Linked DNA regions of Zea mays: region 1 is linked to region 2. The links are chromatin contacts, called in public Hi-C maps. All regions are on one chromosome and are shown on one strand. Each heading gives the region's core, a stretch centred on a gene start, on an enhancer-like site or on the middle of the called end of the contact. The rest is flanking DNA. Distances are from core to core; before and after follow the strand shown. Region 1 holds the start of LOC103635221 (RAB11-binding protein RELCH homolog). Region 2 holds the start of LOC100275614 (protein LNK2).

The links. A called contact is a pair of places that touch in the nucleus more often than the background predicts.
Region 1: a contact with region 2 is called in a Hi-C map of tassel, with 2.4 times the contacts expected there. The contact joins the promoter of LOC103635221 here to the promoter of LOC100275614 in region 2. A contact is called at or near these places in 3 of 25 Hi-C or Micro-C datasets (ear, endosperm and tassel).

What each region holds. Positions count from the first base shown.
Region 1 is chr8:57,174,188-57,177,205 of Zm-B73-REFERENCE-NAM-5.0, forward strand. LOC103635221 (RAB11-binding protein RELCH homolog) reads left to right here and starts at 1,569. Exons shown (of 20, transcript XM_008657737.4): 1 at 1,569-2,049. The coding sequence starts at 1,824.
Region 2 is chr8:56,933,570-56,936,757 of Zm-B73-REFERENCE-NAM-5.0, forward strand. LOC100275614 (protein LNK2) reads right to left here and starts at 1,491. Exons shown (of 10, transcript XM_020541989.3): 1 at 1,237-1,491. The coding sequence starts at 1,266.

The DNA of each region.
Region 1 (3,018 bases), core at 319-2,818, 240 kb after region 2:
CTTGTGAGCAATCAAGTGTAAGAACCTCTCCTCTCCCTCACTCTCTTGAATCGAGTTTTTGAGCTGACTCATATATTATGATTCAAGTTTTTATTTAAGTTGTGAATTTCAGGCGTCATCTATTCACCCCCTCTAGGTGTCTGTCACTCTTTTTGTAGCTTCCTGACTTCTGTGAACTAAGATTGGAGCTTAGGTTGATGGTATCTTCATGCACAAATATGAAGAGTGTAGAATGGCTTCGAAAGCATTTAGAGTTCCTCTGTCGATGATTGCGTTGTATGAGTATTTCATATCAACTATGTCAAATGTGATATCTTTTGTTCTGGTGTTGTTTACATAGCCGAAGGTTACTGGCATGCTTATTTTTCCAAGTACCACTATTTGGTTTCCCTTGAAGATACAAAGGGGATTCATGGCCTCTTGCAACCGATCATCAGGTTCTTGCATCTGCCGGAAAGCCTTTGCAAAAATAATATCTACCACACTGCACGTGTCCACTAAGACATTATGGACCATAAAGCCTTTTATGAAACACAATATCACCATGACATCATTCTGTGCATAATTCTTGAGCTGAAGGTCTTTTTCGGAGAAAGTGATTAGAATGAGACCATTTGGATCTTATGTAGGGCCCTTGGACCCAACATGTTGCACCCTTCTCTGTGTTTCTTTCTTCTGCCTCTTGTTGCTGGGCTTGAAGCACGATCCCTGTGTGATAGGGAGGATAAGCTGTCTTTTGACCTTGTGAAGAAGTACCAAGGTTGGTATTGCTTGCCATGTTCTCCTTCAAGGTTGTGAGTTCACTGAAGGTGGGTGTCAATGTTTATCACCTGTTCAGATTCTTGTGAAGAACTGAAACATGGCAACACAATTAAAGTAACAATGACTCTTTCCTTTAATCCACCATTTTGTTGGGAGATAGATTAATGGAAAAAGCCTAAATGGTCGATAACTAAGAAGAAAACTTATGTATAAGAACATCACATATAAATCGCTATGCTAGTTATATTTTCTTTATTCCTTCTTCTTGGTTACAAAAGATTATAATAGTACATTCGATAATTCAGACAATGATCTGAAGGTAGAAAAGCGTTTTAGTTGCGATTATGTGAGAGACGTGATTGCTCAACTTGCTCCCTTTGCATAGCACTGTACCTTTATTTATAGTGGTGGTCTGATATACAACTTCATATGAAAATACACCTATAACCTTTTAACCATATACATATGAGCTACGAAACCTACTATCTCCCTACTGCTATTCTAGACCCGCCGAAGAGCTTCGACTCTCTGCCAATGCTGAAGTCTTTATTTTTGACTAACAACCTTCTGTTGAGACATACTATGATGAAGATTAATCTAAAAATAAATTATAAAATAACTTTAAATTAACAATCTAAAAATAAATTATAAAAATAACTTTAAATTGTTAATGTGAGAACCTTCGGCTAAAACACACCCCAAATATATGCATAGTTAAAACTGTAGTTTTTCTATTTTAAAGACTTTTTCCCCTTAAATTATGGTTTGCATATAAAGTCGATCCTGAAACCGTTCTTTTCCTTTTTTTAGTTCAGCAAATACGGACCTTCCGGTGACGACGGCATGACACAGGCAGGCAGCGTGCTGGTTACACGGCGTCCGAATCAGCAGTTACCCGCGTCTCTAGTCTGTACTTTCCAGGCCATCGTCTCCTTCCCCTTCTTTCACCGGCCTCGAGTCACACGCGTGAGATCTGTGCCTTCCGCCGCGGCCACATGCCACACAACGACGCCCGGCGAGCTTCACCGCGATAGAGGTAGGCCCGCCCGATACCAAGGAGGATGGCGGCAGTGGGCGTTGGTGCAGCGGACGAGCGGTGGGCTTCGTTGTGCAACTGCGTGGTGAACTTCTTGCTGGAGGAGCGGTATCACCTCACGGCGCTAGAGCTATTGCAGGAGCTCCAGGAGGACGGCCGCTCCGCGCACGCCCTCCGCCTCCGCGCTTTCTTCTCCGACCCAGCGCTTTTCCCGCCCGATCTCGTCGCCCGCTCATCCTCTGCGCCGCCCGGTACGCTCCATGCCTCCTCCCCCCATCCAAACTCAACTCGCACCCCGCGGCTCTCTGGCTGGATCTCACGGGGCCGTGCTAACCAGGTCTATTTATAATAATTGCTACTAATAAATTGCGCCCAAATTCGTCTCTTGACAAGCTGGCCCTCCCATCTCTTCTTCCCGTAATCCGATTTGGAATGAACTCTGTTCCTTTTACCTTGGGTGGTCTTGCATTGGTGATCGTACAGATCGAACAACTTTAAGTTGGTGTGTGTTTAGTGGCACTCAACTGGCATTTTCACGGACATTTGGTTGGAATATGCACAGCTATTATCTGTAGTGCTGTACATGTGCATATTAACTTCCCTCCGTTTTTGAATAATTGACAATAAGGTCCATTTGGTTCACATATTTATAACTGTTGACGCTTTTTTGGAGCGCCAAATACTCAAGAAGAACCGGCGGCGGTGCTCTCTGGTCAGGCGCGGACGGTCCGCGGCCTGGAGCCGGACGGTCCGCGACCTGGCGCAGGGGCTAGGTTTTCCTGCCTGACGGCCGGACGGTCCGCGCCCTGGGGCCGGACGGTCCGCGCGTGTGCAGGGGCGGCGGAAGATCGCCGGCGACGCCTGGATCTCGCTCCCGGGAGGGACCCCGTCGGGGAGGAGAGATCCTAGGGGTTGTCTAGGCTCGGGCCGGCCGACCTAGACTCCTCTAATCGGCGTAGAGTCGAAGAGAGGCGAAGAATTTGGGGATTGAGAGGCTAAACTAGAACTAAACTAGAACTACTCCTACTTGTACTAGAAATAAATGCGAATAGAAGTTGTATTGATTCGATTGTTGATGATTACAAATCGGCCGTAGACCTCTCTATTTATAGAGGAGGGGGGCTGGACCCTTTACACAACTGATTCCGAGCTAATCCCGCGAATATAGCTAACAACCGTAGCAAAAAACTCGGAACCCTAATCTGTTCTGCGCACGCGCG
Region 2 (3,188 bases), core at 241-2,740:
GTATATGTAAAATAATGCAAAAAGACCCTTATACAAAAGAAATATACCAGACACATTTCTACCAATTATCAATAAAGGTCCAAAGTATTCATTACAATATGTTATGTCCTTAAACTCATATGAGCATATATGAATTCATGGTTCCCGAAAAATGTTATATTTTTATGACGAAATACTAAAATCAACAGAGTAGAACATTGCCAACTGAGTGGCATGCACCAAAATGAGCAGGGAAAATAAGAAAATTTGCCTTTGTGGTTTACTACATACCAGTTTGCAGTTCACATCAGAAGCTATCAGCAAAACCATCAAATTCATTAAAACATGTACTGGCTCATTTCAGTACCTTTTTTCCCCAACACACTATGGAGAGAACATTCAAAGAGCCATGAAACTTATGGTGTGTTTGGTTGAGGAGCAGAGATGAATAGAACAACTCAATTCTTATTTATTTGATGTTTGGTTTCCAACGGAGGAGAGCGGAGCGGCTCCTGGAGCCTATATATGGCAAATATTTGGAATGCTCTCGCTCCACCAAAACGACCGGATGCGAGCGCTCTCGCGGACGCGGGCGCTCTACTTCCTCTCCTCCACTCCACACTCATATGTCTCTTCAACAAAACAATGAACGGAGCGGCTCGGCTCTATTCTACTCTTCAACCAAACAAAAAATGGAGCGATTATGTTCTGATCGCCAACCACATAATGAAATGGCTCAATTCCTAGAAATTGGAAATTGGAACGGAGCCGCTCCATTCCAGTTGGCTCAACCAAACGCACCCTTATAAAGACTCCCACAACTTTCTTCCAATAGATCATACAAGTCCCAATATTTCAGCACTGCTCTGGGGATTAGACAGTCTTACACGCTTGAGAAGTAGAGGCAATCTAAGCAGAATTATCCCCTAGCCATGCTTGTTACTACAGAAAGTGTCCAAAAGGCTCGCACTGCTGCAACCTGAAGGGATGCAGTCGACCTGCGTAGCAAGAATTCCACGCTTCCGCTCGCAGTCCCTTGTACCACCAAATCTCCCAACTTTAACCCCCAACGAAATCGGATAACAGCAAAATTCCTTTCCGGAACAATCACATCCGAACTAGTAAAACCTAGTGAATTAGAGCACGTGGTGCACGGAATGACGCAACGAGTTATAGAGCCCGAGCAGATCCAGTCAGGTGAGCAAGCATAACGCAAGATTCTAGACTAACACAGGAAGGGCAGACGGGAAGGGGCACCTGGTGCTGCTCGTCGTTCCAGTTAAACATCCTGCTCAGGTGGCGGCCGCCGTCGCGGTAGCCGCCCCCGAACCCGAACCCGAGCTGCGCTATCTCCCGGGTCCCAACGATCGCATCTCGGACCGCAGGAAAAGCACCCGAACTCGCCGGCACGGAGCCTCGCGCGGTCCTCTCCTCTTCCAGCTGCCTTCTGCGGCTCTCTCCACCCACCAAGAATAGTCCAGGGAAGGGAGAATGCGTGGCCGCTGCTCATTGGGCAGGCGGCTGCAGTGGGGGCGTTGGAAGCCACGTGTGCGGACGCGCATCTTGGGTAGTGGTCAAGAGGGCTCGATCAAATGCCACGCGCTGATTGGCTGCAGGGTTTTGTACCACGGGATGGATCGACTAGAATGGCGGTTGAAGCGTGGGTATCGATATGATGAATTTTATACCTGTGATAAGGGTAGAAAATTTAGCGCACGGGTCATATTAGATTGAATATCCAAAATCTTTACTACTAATTAAAGAGGTAAGGTGTAGACTGCTTTTTCTATTTCTGTCATTCTGATTCCATATCTCCACCCGTGGCATTTGTCATTCCCATCCACACCCTGTCGTTTCTCGTTTCTCATTCCCATCCACACCCTCGTCATTTCTCATTCCCACACATTCACATCCACACCCTCGTCGTTCCCCGTTCCCACACATGACTCTTCTTTGTTTCCCGTTCGTTTCTCATTCCCAAACATGTGCTCCGCACACGTGAGCAAATTTTACCAAAAAAGCTAGTTGTGTAGGGTTAAAAGCTCGCGCCCAGCCAAGACTACACAGGTTGGCGCCCAACCAAGACTACACATGTTGTATCCACACTGGCACTTATAAACAGGTGTGTGCACAGTTTAGTACCTGATGTGGCACTAAGTTTGGCTTGCAAATACGGAATACACGCTTCCTGGGAGGCCCATTTACTTGTTGTGGCCCAAACCAAAGCCCACTGTCGAAGCATGGTGGTTAGCGCCTCAACTCCCCCACCCCCCCCCCGTCGTCGCTCCCGTCGCCACAGCACGACCTCCTCGCTATCGCGTTCTCCACCCCTCCCCCACCCTCGTGTGTCGTCTCCTCGCTACCGCGTTCTCCGCCCCTCCCCCACTCTCGCGTGATGTCTCTCCCATCTGCACAACCTCCTCCTCCAGCTCTCCCTACTACCGCATTCTCCGCTTCGTGCAATCCCACACGATCTCCCTCAAAATCGCGCACTCCCTCCACTTAGATTGAGTGCCTCGATGAAGAGGATAAATACGGGCTCGTCGTATACAGAGCAGGGTGAGCAGACGCATGACAGAGCGAGTGCGTGGAAGATAGCTCGCGTTTGTGGAAGAAGAGATAGGGAACGAATTCGGCGAGGTTGACGCCGCCACCTAGCCGACACACACAAGCAGCAACCGCCGAGAGAGGGAATTGCTTCAGGAAGGTGTGTTTTTTCTGTAAGGCCTGTTTTCTCTATTATATATAACGTTGCGCAGTTCTCTTGCAATTAGTTGTTCAGCAAAAAATGCTGCCAGCTGCTTAACACCCAGCCCCACAAACTTGGTTGTTCTTTGTGTGCAAAGTCTAAAAGTCTAAAATACAACAAGTGTGGCTGACAGTATTTTAACTTTACCGTATAGACCACACAATTGTACAAGCTTTAAATTGTATGATGTATCCCATCCCATGACATTACTAACTAAGTCTTGTGTTAATTCTCAATATTTAGGCTCAGACAATCCATCAGTATAGACTATTTGCTTCTTATGCAGTATGTAAAGTTGCACAGCTCCATAACAACTGCTAACTGGAGGTGATATTTAGGCTCAGACAATCCATCAGTATAGATTATTTGCTTCTTATGCAGTATGTAAAGTTGCACGGCTCCATAACAACTGCTAACTGGAGGTGAAAGTTTGAGAAGACACTAAGATAACATTTTAGGA